Regions from separate parts of the Mus musculus genome. Here region 2 is linked to region 1. Evidence: chromatin contacts called from public HiChIP or PLAC-seq data. All regions are on one chromosome and are shown on one strand. Each heading gives the region's core, a stretch centred on a gene start, on an enhancer-like site or on the middle of the called end of the contact. The rest is flanking DNA. Distances are from core to core; before and after follow the strand shown. Region 1 holds the start of Cope (coatomer protein complex, subunit epsilon). Region 2 overlaps Pbx4 (pre B cell leukemia homeobox 4).

Evidence for each region. HiChIP or PLAC-seq counts read pairs in DNA pulled down with a chosen protein or histone mark.
Region 2: a contact with region 1 is called in an H3K4me3 HiChIP or PLAC-seq map of bone marrow-derived macrophages, with 2.3 times the contacts expected there. The contact joins the enhancer-like site here to the promoter of Cope in region 1. A contact is called at or near these places in 7 of 39 promoter capture datasets (the C10 cell line, cranial neural crest, liver and 3 more), 3 of 115 datasets of contacts at active chromatin or transcription factors (bone marrow-derived macrophages and large pre-B cells) and 2 of 9 other capture datasets (liver and macrophages).

The regions. Positions count from the first base shown.
Region 1 is chr8:70,299,200-70,306,007 of GRCm38.p6, forward strand. Cope (coatomer protein complex, subunit epsilon) reads left to right here and starts at 3,568. Exons shown (of 10, transcript NM_021538.2): 1 at 3,568-3,733; 2 at 5,435-5,497; 3 at 6,436-6,536. The coding sequence starts at 3,608. Ddx49 (DEAD box helicase 49) reads right to left here and starts at 3,253. Exons shown (of 13, transcript NM_001024922.2): 1 at 3,124-3,253; 2 at 1,780-1,903. The coding sequence starts at 3,238.
Region 2 is chr8:69,845,731-69,852,331 of GRCm38.p6, forward strand. The region is part of intron 1 of Pbx4 (pre B cell leukemia homeobox 4); the gene reads left to right. Among named protein-coding and RNA genes, the nearest start is that of Pbx4, 16 kb to the left of the region's middle. Within about 2 kb of position 5,346, at least 73 of the 459 cell types and tissues checked have an H3K27ac peak or open chromatin away from gene starts, as enhancers often do. A contact at or near this core is called in bone marrow-derived macrophages, where this site is marked.

The sequences.
Region 1 (6,808 bases), core at 2,318-4,817:
TCGGTCTGTCTTCACCTGTGTAGAGTTGTTCTCTCCCTGCAACCTGCCTCTGCACAACTGTCCCAGGAGAACTGCCTCCTCCTCTCTGCACTGCCCCTCACGTAGCTTCCCATTCCTCTTCTCCTGAGAGTTGGCCATGTGCTACTCTGTCAAATCTCACTGTCTGCCACTCAATTAGACATCACTTTCAAACATGGGTACTTCCTTCTACAAACTAACTTTACTTACATTGTTTGGGATTAAAGCAGTGTACTAAGGGCATGTCTCTGATTAGACATCAGAGGCATTAAAGATGTGTGCTAAAGCTGAGCCACACCACAACTAAAGACAAGTTAAATAACACAATCTTAGGGTTCACAGTGTGATCAAACATCCTGCAACAGCAGGCAGATCTTTGTGAATTGGAGGCCAGCTTGGTCCACAGAGTGAGGTCCAGGAGAGCCACAGTTACACAAAGAAACCCTGCCTAGAAAATCCAAAAGGAAATAAATAGAAGACGGGGGTGGAGAGACAGCTCAGCAACTGAGACCTCTTCCAGGGGTCCTGAGTTTAATTTCCAGCACTCACATGGCAGCTTACAACTGTCTCTCACAGGACTCAACACCTTCTTCTGTCCATGGCATATAAATAATCAAACCTTTGGCAGGGTGTGGTGGTACCCACTTTTAATCCCAGCACTCAGGAGGCCGAGGCAGAAGGATCTCTGTGAGTCAGTGCCAGCCTGGTCCACAGAGGGAGCTCCAGGACAGCAGGCTCTGGGGGATGAGTGGTGGGGGAAAGGAGTTAAAAAATAAAACACAGTGGGGGGAGGGTATGAGGGACTTTTGGGATAGCATTGGAAATGTAAATGAGGAAAATACCTAATAAAAAATATACATAAAAATAAATAAAACACAGCGGGAGAAATGGAGGGTGCCTGATGTTAACCCTGACCCACATGTAAACACAATCGCAATCTCATCCTCTGTGTGATATTTGAGACCTATATTCAAGATGCTGACAGCATCCTTTCTGTTCCCTGCTGCTGGCCTCTCCTATGCACAATGGAACCTATATACCTACAATAGCTTTTTTTTTTTTTTTGGTTTTTTGAGACAGGGTTTCTCTGTGTAGCCCTGGCTGTCCTGGACCTCACTCTGTAGAGCAGGCTGGCCTCAAACTCAGATCTCTGCCTGCCTCTGCCTCTCAAGTGCTGGGATTAAAGGCGTGTGCCACCACAGCCCAGCTACAATATCTTTTAAACACATTTATTACATTTCTTTATCTATATGGGTGTGCACATGCATGATGTGGCGCTCCAATGGAGGTCAGAGGCCAATCTGTGGAAGTCACTTCTTTCCTTTCACCCTGAAGGTGAGTCCCTGGGGGCTGAACTTAGGCTTATAGGCAAATGGCTCTGCCTGCTAAGCAATCTTACTGGCCCAAGGATATCATTTTGTTTCCCTAGCTGTTAGACTTGGTAGCTCCCTCTTGAGTGCTAGGAATGTTTCACACACACCATTAGCCCTGCTTGATTCTGCAACCCTACAAGAGAGGAATGATTCTTACCCCATTTCACACAAGAGCAAAGTGCAACTCGGACAGGTCAAGAAAGCACATGTGGAGCTGGGCGTGGTGGCGCACACCTTTAATCCCAGCACTTGGGAGGCAGAGGCAGGCGGATTTCTGAGTTCAAGGCCAGCCTGGTCTACAGGACAGCCAGGGCTACACAGAGACCCTGTCTCGAAAAACCAAAAAAAAAAAAAAAGAAAGCACATGTGGCTGAGTGGGGAGGCTCACCTGGTGGGTGTCAGAACCAAGCAGAAGATGCCATAAGGGTCCTCAGACAGCTTCTGCAAGATGGGAAGCACAAAGGCTGCTGTCTTGCCACTTCCTGTTTTTGCACAGCCCAAGCAGTCCCGACCTAGGCAGATGGCAAAGCAGCATCAGTGTGGAGCAAGGGCCATGATTGGTCCCTTGGGCATTCCCTCATTATTGTAAGAAATAGATGGGTATGGTCTGCTTTTAGTACGAGGTGAGCTTACAGTTCACTAGAGCTACAGATGAGTTGGAGGCACTGGGTCCTTCTCTCCCCTAGTTAGTCTAAGACTCGGAGAGTTACAGGTGCTCTGCTATGTGACTGAGCCCATGATTAGAAAGGAAGGGCAGCCAGGCAGTAGTGGCGCACACCTTTAATTTCAGCACTTGGGAGGCAGAGGCAGGCAGATTTCTGAGTTCAAGGCCAGCCTGTTCTACAGAGTGAGTTCCAGGACAGCCAGGGCTATACAGAGAAACCCTGTCTCAAAAAAACAAAAAAACAAGGGAAAAAAAAAAGAAAGAAAAGAGAATAGAAGAGAGGCAGCCTCAAGACCCAAACTATTCATTAGAGAAGACTTGGGGCCCCAATGGACCAATGGGATGGGGAATTTGGGGAGGGGAAAAGCCCTGCAGGTCTATGGAAGAAAAGGTCAGGAATTTCCCATATTTGGGGAAAGGCTTCAAAAACTTGCTTGAAATCACCACACCAGCTATTTTTGCCTTTTCTCTATGCTGGTACCCCTTTCTCCAGAATTGAATATTTAAAACTGTTTCATTTCCACTAGTCCCTTGAACGTGTTATTATCTAATTTCCAACAATTATTATAATTGCTTGTTTGAAACAAATTTTCAGGTAGCCCAGGCTGGTCTGCAACTTGCTACCAAACTGAGGATCACCTTGAACTCCTGATCCTCTTGCTTCCACCTGCTCAGTATTGAGATGACTGAGAGTCACCACGTCCGGCTCCAAGGACGCCTCTTTAATGGCAAAAGTGAACTGGGTCGAAGAGCACTGACACAAACACGGAGCATTGGTTTTTACCTGGAGTTTGACGGCTTCTACGTCAAAGCCAGCTCTACCCTTTTTTTTTTTCAGTGCCATGTTTTAGTCATTCACCGATCTCTCCCTATGCTCGGGTGCTACGAAAACTTAAGAGGTGCCACCCATCACCTGTGTGATAATGAACACGAGTCGGTCGCAGCGTAAATGTCAATGCTGCGGGTCAGGGTCCCCGAAACACTCAATGCTGTCCTGATTCCTGGAACCCAAGTGGGGCTAAGGAAGAGCGGGCAAAGAAAGGCATTAAAAGAAAGGCGAGAACTCACCTTCCAGGATGGCCGGAATGCACCCGAGCTGCACCGGCGTGGGCTGCTTCAACCCCAGCTGTCGACACTGTTCTACCAGCCACGACGACAACCCGATCTCAGCGAACCCCGCCATGCTCCAGACCCGGGCAGAGAACCTAGAAATGAGTGCTTCCGGCGCGTGAATGCTACGTCACGTCCACCCCGGCGCAGTCCGGCCTGGAAAAGTTGTGAGAGGACGTTGGCGGAGGAATGTGACGTCACGGAGAGACCCTCTCCAGATCCTTCAACCAATCCGAGCTTTGACCGCTTTTCAGTGTTTTGGTTCTGAAGGCCTTGTGTTTGTTGACGGAATCCGAACTATAGTTCTCGGGAGGCTTTGCAAGGTTTCTTTTTCATCGCCTCTGATTTGTCCCATAGAACTACGTTTCCCAGAGTTCCTGACGACGGGGACCTGCTTCCGGCCTACGTGTCCCAGAAGAAGGTTGGTTAGAGGTGCGGTGACATGGCTCCTCCGGTTCCTGGCGCGGTCTCTGGCGGCTCCGGAGAGGTAGATGAGCTGTTCGACGTGAAGAACGCTTTCTACATCGGCAGCTACCAGCAGTGCATCAACGAGGCTCAGCGCGTGAAGGTGGGCAGCGTGCGGAGCAGCTTCCGGCGCGCTCTGAGGTTCTGGTCCGAGGACTCGGTTTCTCTTATAATTAGGGATGGTTTTCAATTTACTCTGTAACCGAGGCTAACCTTGAGGTCCTGCGCCTCCAGTCTTCACCCCTCCAGTGCTAGGATGACAGGTGTGCACCCCTGTGCCAAGCTTCCAACTTTCTGGTGGTTGATTGACAGGGGCTCACTTTATAGCCCAGGCTGACCTGAAGTCAGGGTAATGGTGAGGTGACAGGTGTGCGCCACTAGCTCCATCATAAAACCTCTTACTGTTTCGTTTTTAAACCCCCCCCGCCCCCCTTTTTTAAGTGTCTAAAGTCAGGCATCATGGTGCACGCCTTCTATTCCAGCACTTGGGAGGCTGATCTCTGTAAGTTTAGGGTCAGCCTGATCTTCATAAGCAGTTCTAGGTCAGTTCGGGTAATACTGTAATCTGTCTTAATAATAGTCCTAAACCGGAGGTAGCTTGGTGTGCCTTAAATCCCAGCACCCAGAGGCAGAGGCAGTCAAGTCTCTGAGTTTTGGACCACTCTGATCTACATAGCGACTTCCAGGACAGCCAGGGTGCTACAGAAAAACCCCGTCTTGAACTGTACCCTCCTCGCCTCCCCCACTCCCCCCAAAAGGGAAGTTTGGTTATAAAAGAAGACAGTCTCCTTTAGCCCAGGCTGGCCTCAGACTCCCCATGTTGCTGAAGAGCACTGAATTCCTGATGGCCATGCCTGCTCTCTGGAGTGCTGGGATCATAGTGTGCACAGCCAAAGCACAGCTTCGATGCAAATGCTCCACAGGCTAAATCCTTGCCCTGGTTTTGTTTTATGTTTTAAGCAGCTTCATATAGCCCAGGCTGTCCCTAGATGTAGCAGTCTTGTCTCAGCCTCCCAGATGCAGGATGACAGGCCTGTGCCACAATGCTCAGCTTGTCTTTAGTTCATTAAAGATGTGACCCGTGTTTGCAACAGCCTGTGTGTGTTGTTGACAGAATCACCTGTCACTCATTCTTCACTGTGCACTCGTGGAAAACAGCATTCCTGCTGGGCTCAGTAAGGGATGGAGTTGGTGGAACTACAGGCTTTCTAGGTATAGTAGCCTTGGCAACAGAGGCAGCACAGAGAGCCAGGAAATGGCAGAATGGGTGTAGAAAGTGGTGGTCTTAGACTTGCCTGTTTTGAATGTGAAACAGAGTCAGGGCTGTGATGGGCTGGGGCATGGCTCAGGTAAACTATGTGGAGGCTTGTCCTTACCAGGCTAAAAAGCTGTTTTGTTAAGGTTCTGGACAAGAGGCAAGAAGATCCAACTTGTTCTCAGCTATGTAGTGAGTTTGAGGCCAGCCTAGTCTGCATGAAACCCTGTCTCCAAAACTCCCAAAATAATAAAATCAAAGCCAAATTCATTGAGCTTGTAAAGCGCCCAACAGGGCTGGGGCATGCAGCTGTGCTGCTGCTGTAGCCGTAGTGGCACTGCACGCTGTGATACTGGGATGACGCTGTGATACTGGGATGACGGCGGAGCCTCCTTGGGCTCGCATCAGTTGAGAGAAGATCAGGGCTTTGCACACTGGGTGCCCTCTGGAGGCTTTGGGGCTTCTGGGTCTCCTGGATTCCAGCTGAGACCCAGAGCTATGAGCCTAGCAGGGAGGCTGCCCAGCCTCACTCTGCATATCTTCTCACAGCTCTCCAGTCCTGAGCGGGAAGTAGAGAGGGATGTCTTCCTATACAGAGCATACCTCGCACAGGTGAGTGTGGACAGCCTGGGGAAGGGCACAGAGTATTATGCAGGAAAGCCGTGGACAGCCAGGCCAGGGGACTGTCAGGATGCCTCATCACGGGGAGGGTTAAGTATGTGTGGTCCTGAGAATTGAACTCAGGTCATCAGGCTTGGCAGCCATCTCACATAGCTTAGACTGGCCTTGGATTCACTATGGAGTCCAGGATGACCTTCCTTTCCTGCCTCCACCTCCCTTGTGCTACCATGCCTGGCTTCGTCATTACCTACAGAAAACACAAGGTGTATTTTCACTTCTGTGTTCTAAAAACAGCCCCAGGCTGTGCAAGGTGGCACAGGCCCGTCTTCCCAGCACTTGGGAGCCTGAGGCAGAAGGAGCTCAAGTTTAAAGTACCCTGGGCTACACAACAAAATGCTGCTCAAAAAGATATATTCCTAGTGACCTCTGAAAAGGTCTTCTTCACTCTGGCCCAGGGCAAGGGCTGAGGTGCCCCAGGAGGAGCCTGGTAAACAGCCTCCTAACCACAGACTGCATCACCACCCTGTGCCTAGGTCAGTCGCACACTCTGTGTGGTTCTGTGTGGCTGTGATCTTCCCAACAGGGCATGGTGACACAGTACTTGGAAGGCTGAGGAAGGGGATTGCTGCAACTCTGAAAGCAGCCTGGTTGAGAAAGGACAGCAAGGGACAGGTGGCTCCAGAAGTAGCTGTGGGTGTCAGCAAGAGATCTGCCAGGTGGGGGAAGGTGGGACATAGCAGACACCCTCTGCCCCCACCCTGCTGACACATGTCCCCAGCTACAGCAGGGAAAACAAACGTGGCCACCTTGCTGCCTGCTGCAGATGCATGTGACACTGCTGTCTTGGGCAGTGTGCTGGTGGTGTGGGCTGTGGGTTGGGAATATAAAGCCTTTAGGTAGGAAGGACTGATATGCACCTGTGACCGTAGAGGAAGTATGGCGTGGTCCTGGATGAGATCAAACCCTCCTCGGCCCCAGAACTCCAGGCTGTGCGCATGTTTGCTGAGTACCTTGCCAGTGAGAACCAGAGGTAAGGTTTGGCCAGGGCAGGTGGCACTAGGCCCAAATAGCTGGAGCCCAGGGTCTGCTCCAACCTGCAGAGAGAGGGTAAGATGTCCTCACTTCTGGTGTCTCCATTCACTTCCCTTGCCTGCCCAGTGGAGGTGGTGGTGGACCCTGCTGCACAGGCCGTACCTAGCTGGGGTGTAGATATATGTTGATCACGCCAAGGACGCTCATGACCTTGGCTTCCTAGCACAGAAAAGAACACGTTGTGGGGGGGGGCGACTCTGGTAACTGTTC
Region 2 (6,601 bases), core at 4,096-6,595, 450 kb before region 1:
TTTGTGACAAAAGGTGCTGGGAGCTGACCTCAGGTCCTCTGCAAGAACAGCCAATGTTCTCAAGACCACTAAATCATCTTCTAGGCTCCTGACATCAGTTGACTTTTTAAAAATGTACAACATGCCAGGCAGTGGTGGCGCACACATTTAATCCCAGTACTTGGGGAGGCAGAGGCAGGCAGACTTCTGAGTTCGAGGCCAGCCTGATCTACAGAGTGAGTTCCAGGACAGCCAGGGCTACACAGAGAAACCCTGTCTCGAAAAACAAACAAAACAAACAAACAAACAAACAAAAAAGCACTTTAAGCCCACAGTGCAGGCTGCATGCACATAAGCATGCATGAACCCCCTTCAGAAGGGAAATCAACTGGGGGAGATCTCCACCTCAGCTGCTGTTCAGCTGAAGTTGCTAAATGAGAGCAGAAAACATTTTTTGAGGCACACATGCATGTGTATGTGTAGGCCAGAGGAAGACATTCTCTACTGGATTCCTTGTAGATGGGGTCCTCACTGAACCTGAAGTTGGCCATTTTGGTTCCACTGAATGGCCAGTGAGCTCCCAGTCTGCCCTCCTTTGACCTTTAGCCCTGGGCTATGTAGTCATGCCTAGGTTATAAATGCACTTATTTTTATTTATGTGTATATATGCTATGTGTAGGTAACTGTGGAGGATCCTGGTTCACCCCTGCACTGAGAAATGTCTTAGACAAACATACATAATAGGACTCTAGACCCTCCTGCCTCACTTCCCAGTGAAACATTTGGAAAGGAAAGTATTCCCCAAGTACTGTGAGAATCCTTATGAGAATCCTTTCCAAACTAATGTGGAGCTGCCATTAAAAAACCTGGGTATAAAGCCAGGTGTAGTGACACATACCTTTAATCTCAGCACTCAGGAGGCCAAGGCAGGTGGATCTCTGTCAGTTCAAGGCCAGCCTGGTCCTCAAAATGAGTTCCAGAGAAACAGAGACAGAGAAACCCTGTCTCCAAAAGAACAAAACAAAACAAGTTCTAAAATTATATATCCAAACTACTTAGCCTCACATAGAACAATGGTGAGAAATGAAGCTTGGTGCTCTGTCCCCAGCAGCCCTAACTTCCTCAGTGTCCCTGAGACATCATCATGACAGGGCTACCACATGCAGGTTACAGCAGGACCGAGGAACATTCTCTATCAAACATGAGCCCTATTCTACCAACTGTAGATCATAGCTCCTGATTTTTACCTGTCATTTCCAAACAATTCTAAGCAATTATGTGGCAGCTTGCTTTTGTTAGGGAGCTCCAATTTTAAGTCACTGGGAGTCTGATTTTAGACATATGTGCAGAGTTCTTGCCTCTGAATGACCAGCAGTCCTTTAGCAGGCCTCGCCAAGTGTAACAGTGTTGCAAAACAAACTGAAATGGGCTAATTGTTCATAGTTAGGTTTTATGAAAGAGCTGGTAAATGCCACGTGTGGAGGGTCAAATGGGAGTCCAAGCCTATGTTCTGCTGGAGATAGCTTTCCAGGTGCATACTTGCTCACTCTGTCTCTTTCTCTCTCTCTCTCATTAGCCCAGTCTCATTCTACATATCAATCCAGTCATTTTACTCCAGGTTTCCTTTTGTTTATCCTATGAATCAGCATTCCTTGATCCCAGCTCCTAATTCTCCCAAGACAGCAAGCACACATTTCCTTTTAACTTTGCAAAAGTATTCAGAAATCAGCCTGCCTCTGTTAAGATATCTTGGTGGGACTCAGTCCTGAAATTACCAATTTCTACCACACCTGGGCTTGGATGCGCTTTATCCCAGGCTGACCTTGAACTCAGGAACCTGCCCACCTTTGTCTTTCTGATCAGCTGGCTCTTGAATGCAGCTGCTTCTGTTCTTTTAGATTTGGGAATCTCCTCATAATTCGTATTTCATCCTTATTTTTTGCATAGTTGAGAAATTATATCTTTTTGAATTCATGTTTTTAGAGTTCTTTTCCATAGCTTTATGAGCTGTCCTGAAGGTCCCAGCATTTACCATTTTGCTGAGACATTAGCCACACCTTTAACTCCTGGACTTGTTCTGTTGGATTATCATGGAGGCAACAGTAGGAGGGAGGACATTCCTTAAAGGAGGAATGTAAAATATGTGCATTACTATATAAACAAGCTTTATGTCTATAGCCCTTGACACTCCTGGAGGCCCATGTCTGCTGGCCCTGTCCCAGGGGCAGGGACCATGTCATTCTGTCCCCACCAAGGCCAGGCCAGACCTGGTATCCTAGCACTTGAAGGCAGAGAACTTGGAATTCCAGGCTAGAAATTCAGAGAGAGAGAGAGACAGAGACAGAAAGAGAGAGAGAAAGACTCACTCTGAGATTCCAGCAGGTAAGGACACACACCACCAGGGGTGTAGCTGGTGACATCCAGGCCGGCAAGGCTTAGTTAGCATCAACCCCGTTCGTTCTTCTCCCTCCCAGTCTACTCACTGGTCTGAAGTCAGCTGAAAAGCATCAGCTTTCTGTTGCTGTGGAACAAGTCCAATGTGAACTAGTGGCTGAAATCTGCATGCATGGTAGTGGGGTGCAAGGCAAGGGGGTGGCTCTAGCCTAACAAGCATAAGGTCCTAGGTTCCATCCCAGTACTACAAAAAGAAAAGTTAATAGCCAGATGTGGTGGCATTCATCTATTACCCCAGCACTTGGGATGCTGAGGCAAGAGAATTGCCATTAGTTTCAGGAAAAAAAGATGCCCTAACCAAAAAAAATATATATATAATCATGAAACCTCCTTAAATATTATTTTGTTTTAATGTGTATAGATGTTTTGCCTGTGTGCGTGTATGTACCACATGTGTGTCTGGTGCTCAAAGAGGCCAGAAGAAAACACTGGATCTCCTGGAACTGGAATTAAAAAGGTTGTGAGCTGCCACTGTGGGTGCTAGGTCCTCTGGAAAAGTAATGAATGCTCTTTCCTCTGAGCCATCGCTTTAGCCCCCCAAAATGAAATAATTAAAATAGACCATACATTGTGATCTCAGAGTTTTGTTATGTCAAGAATCTGGGCTCAGGATCCCACAAGCTGGACAGAAAGAGTTCCTACCTCGTCCTCAGACCCTTGTAGGTATTGACAGTTCAGTTCCCTGCAGTTATGAGACTAATGTCCCTCACCCTTAACCCTTCGCTCTTAGATGCCACCCAGTGCTCTCTGCTGTGGCTGTCTTGAAGCAAGGCAACTGGCCTTTCCTCAGTTCAGGGAACTGTGAGATAACGTGACAGCTACATTTCGAGTCACAGGTTTGACACTTTGCTTTGAGTCAAGGTAAGAGTGTGAAGCCAGTGGCTCACCTTAGGGTTTGCCAAGTCATGGTGAGCGATGAGGTCATCGCTCCCAGTAACTCTGCACTCAAAGGCTGTTTCACTAGACTGGCTCCACGATCTGTAGGCAGCTGCTTGGGACATGGGCCAGTGATAAGCACGGGCTTAGAATTCCTCCAGTGAGAAGGGCTGATGGGTGTGGCTCACGGAGAGCCCTTCCCAGAGTCCTCCAGTGAGAGACTCGGGGGCATGACTCATTGGGAATGTTCCTGTATTAACAGAAGGCTTGTCTGGGCTTAGCCCTTTATCATGTTCACAGTCATCTTCAGCTAGTGAGCGCACTCAAGACCAGGCTGGACTATATGAGACCCTGTTTTAAAAGGGAATGGGCTGGAGAAGTGGCTCAGCCATTGAGAGCACATGTTGCTCTTGCAGAGGGCCAGGTTCAATTCCCAGCACCCACATGGGGACTCAAAAACATCAATAACTCCAGTTCCAGGGAATCTAGTGCCCTCTTCTGACTTCTGTGGGCACCATCTATGTGACATGGTACACATACATATATACGGGCAACACAGCCATACACATAGAATTAAGAATATTTATTTTTAAAAAATTCATTGTGGAGCTAGAGAGGTGGTCTTGCTCTTACAGAAGACCCAAGTTCAATTCCCAGCACCTACATACAGATCATGGTTGTCTATGGCCATAGCCATGTGGCCATGGCCATAAAGTAGAGGTTCCAGGGAATCTGACACCCTCACATAGATATACACTCAAGAAAAAACACCAATGCACACACACATAAGACACATCTTGCTGCAAGTGGTGGCTCACGCCTTTAATCCCAGCACTCGGGAGGCAGAGGCAGGCAGATTTCTGAGTTTGAGGCCAGCCTGGACTACAGAACAAGATCCAGGATGGCCAGGGCTACACAGAGAAACCCTGTCTCCAAAAACAAAAGCAAACAAAACACCAAAAATAGAAACATTTATTTAGTGTGTATTTATGTGCATATGTGTGCCCTGTCTCTGTGGGATGTATGGGAGTGTGAGTGCAGTGTTCCCAAAGGCCAGAAGAGGGCGACAGATCTCCTGGTGCTGGAGTTCCAGGTGGTTGTATTGCCCAACGCGTGGGAAGGAAGTTTGTGCTGTCCTCTGCAAGAGTAGTGCAGTATCTTAACCTGGGAAACCCTTCTCTCCCTCCTTCTCTCCCTCCTTCTCTCCCTCCTTCTCTCCCTCCTTCTCTCCCTCCTTCTCTCCCTCCATCCTGATTGGATTTGTAACAGATTTGTTAGGCTGACAGGCATGGAAGCAAACACCTTTTTGTTGTTGTTGTTGTTGTTTTGGTTTTTTTGTTTTTTGTTTTTTTATGAGACAGGGTTTCTCTGGGTAGCCTAGGGTGTCCTGGAACTCACTCTGTAGACCAGGCTGGCCTCGAACTCAGAAATCCGCCTACCTCTGCCTCCCAAGTGCTGGGATTAAAGGCGTGCGCCACCACGCCCGGCCCGAGGCAAGCACTTTTGAAGGAAAGTTTGCTTACTGCTCCCAAGAGAGGGGGGGCACACATGGCCATGCCCATAAAGTAGGGGTGTGTCAGTTTCTCAGTGCCTATATCTGTCTGTCTGTCTGTCTGTCTGTCTGTCATCTGTCTGTCTAGGCAGAGGCCAGGAGCTTTGGTAGGACTTTCTCTAGAGTGAACTGGCTGGGTTGGGCAGACCCATTTGAGCCTCCCTGGAGAGAGCTGGATGGAGGGACACTGCTCTGGTCTGGGTCATAGCAGGTCTCTAGATGTCTAGGATTTGGCCCCATGGTGACTGAGGACAGGGAAGGCCTGGGTGTTGTGTGAGGTGAGTTGTTGGGGAGGATTTTGAATTAGCTCATGTGCTTGTGGAAGGCAGGTGTTTGCTCTGTCTGGGAGGTAGCTCACCCCAGCTCTGCCAAGCCTCTGAAAACGGAGTGGAAACCAAGCTGCCTGTATACCTCATGCTGGCTCCTGCTGCTTTCTTTCAAGACAAGATGGCTGAGTGCAGAGCTGCTGTTTCTGCTTCCTGCACTCCTCCACCCTCTCCCCACACTATGTGCTCCACCCTCAGCTGAGTCACCCTGGTGCTCTGGGAGGTCCCTGACCTGCATGCTTTTCCTTTGCTCCCCCTCTTTGGCTTTTAGGTTTCACTGCCTCCCATGTGACCTTTCAAAGTCCTTGCCTGGGTCCCCATTTCTTCCTGTGGAGATTTCCTCGACTCCCCAGCGTTCAAGTATCATCCTCATCGCTGGCCAGTGGTTACTCAGTCCTGTGCTAGTTCAGCTCCAGCCTAGAGCTATTGGCCCTGCCTAGGAGCTCAAGGGCTGCGCCTGCGACCTGGTGAAGCCTCTGGTTACTGCTTCAGGGCCCAGCATCCAGGCAGTACGGGTCACTTTGTAGTCTTCTTTATTCCTAAAGCTTTCACTCCTACACCAAGGCCTTCAGATTCACACTCCAAATTAAAGGTCTATTGTGTCTAAGACCAGGCTGGCCTTGAATTTAGAAATCCACCTGCCCCTGCCCCTGTCCGTCCCTGTACCTCTGCCTCCTGAGTACTGGGATTACAGGTGTGGGCTAACACATTCAGCCCACAAACTAAATTTTTAAAATGTGTTTCAGACTGGCTGTGGTAGTATGTGCCTGTAACACCAGCAGGTGGGAGGCCGAGGAGGCTGAGACAGTTGAGTTCAAGGCTAACCTGGGCAGTTTAGCAGGATGCTATCTCAAACTGAAAATAATAAGTAAAAAGGGTCCCCATTAACTCAGTGTAGGCAGCTGCCAAGTCTGTGCAAGGAGGGGTTTGGGTTGCCTTCCAACACACACACACACACACACACACACACACACACACACACACCCCTCACTTAAGGCCAGGCAAACAGACCAGTAGAACAAGAACAAAACTGACCCAGGACCCCATCTCACCACACATCCCAGGATGACCTTGAACTTCCCATCCTCTTGCTTCTACTCCCTAAATTCTGCACTAGAGCTGTGTACCCACACACCTGGCTTGTGTGGTGCTGGGGATCAAACCTAAGGCTTCTTGCACACTAGGTACAGCTCTGCTGACTGAGCCATGTACCCAGCAGGTGAGTGATGATGGACAGGTCTACCAAGGCTTTGGGTGGGGAAAAGGTGGACTCCTTAGCAGTTGGTCAGTCCCACTGCAGAAGGAGACTGGGTCTGTCCTCGCTGGGTGTCTGGGTGTCCACTGCTATGATAAGCACCACAGCAAAAAGCAGCCTAGGAAGGAGAGGGTTTATGTCATAGCTCTGTCAGTCATG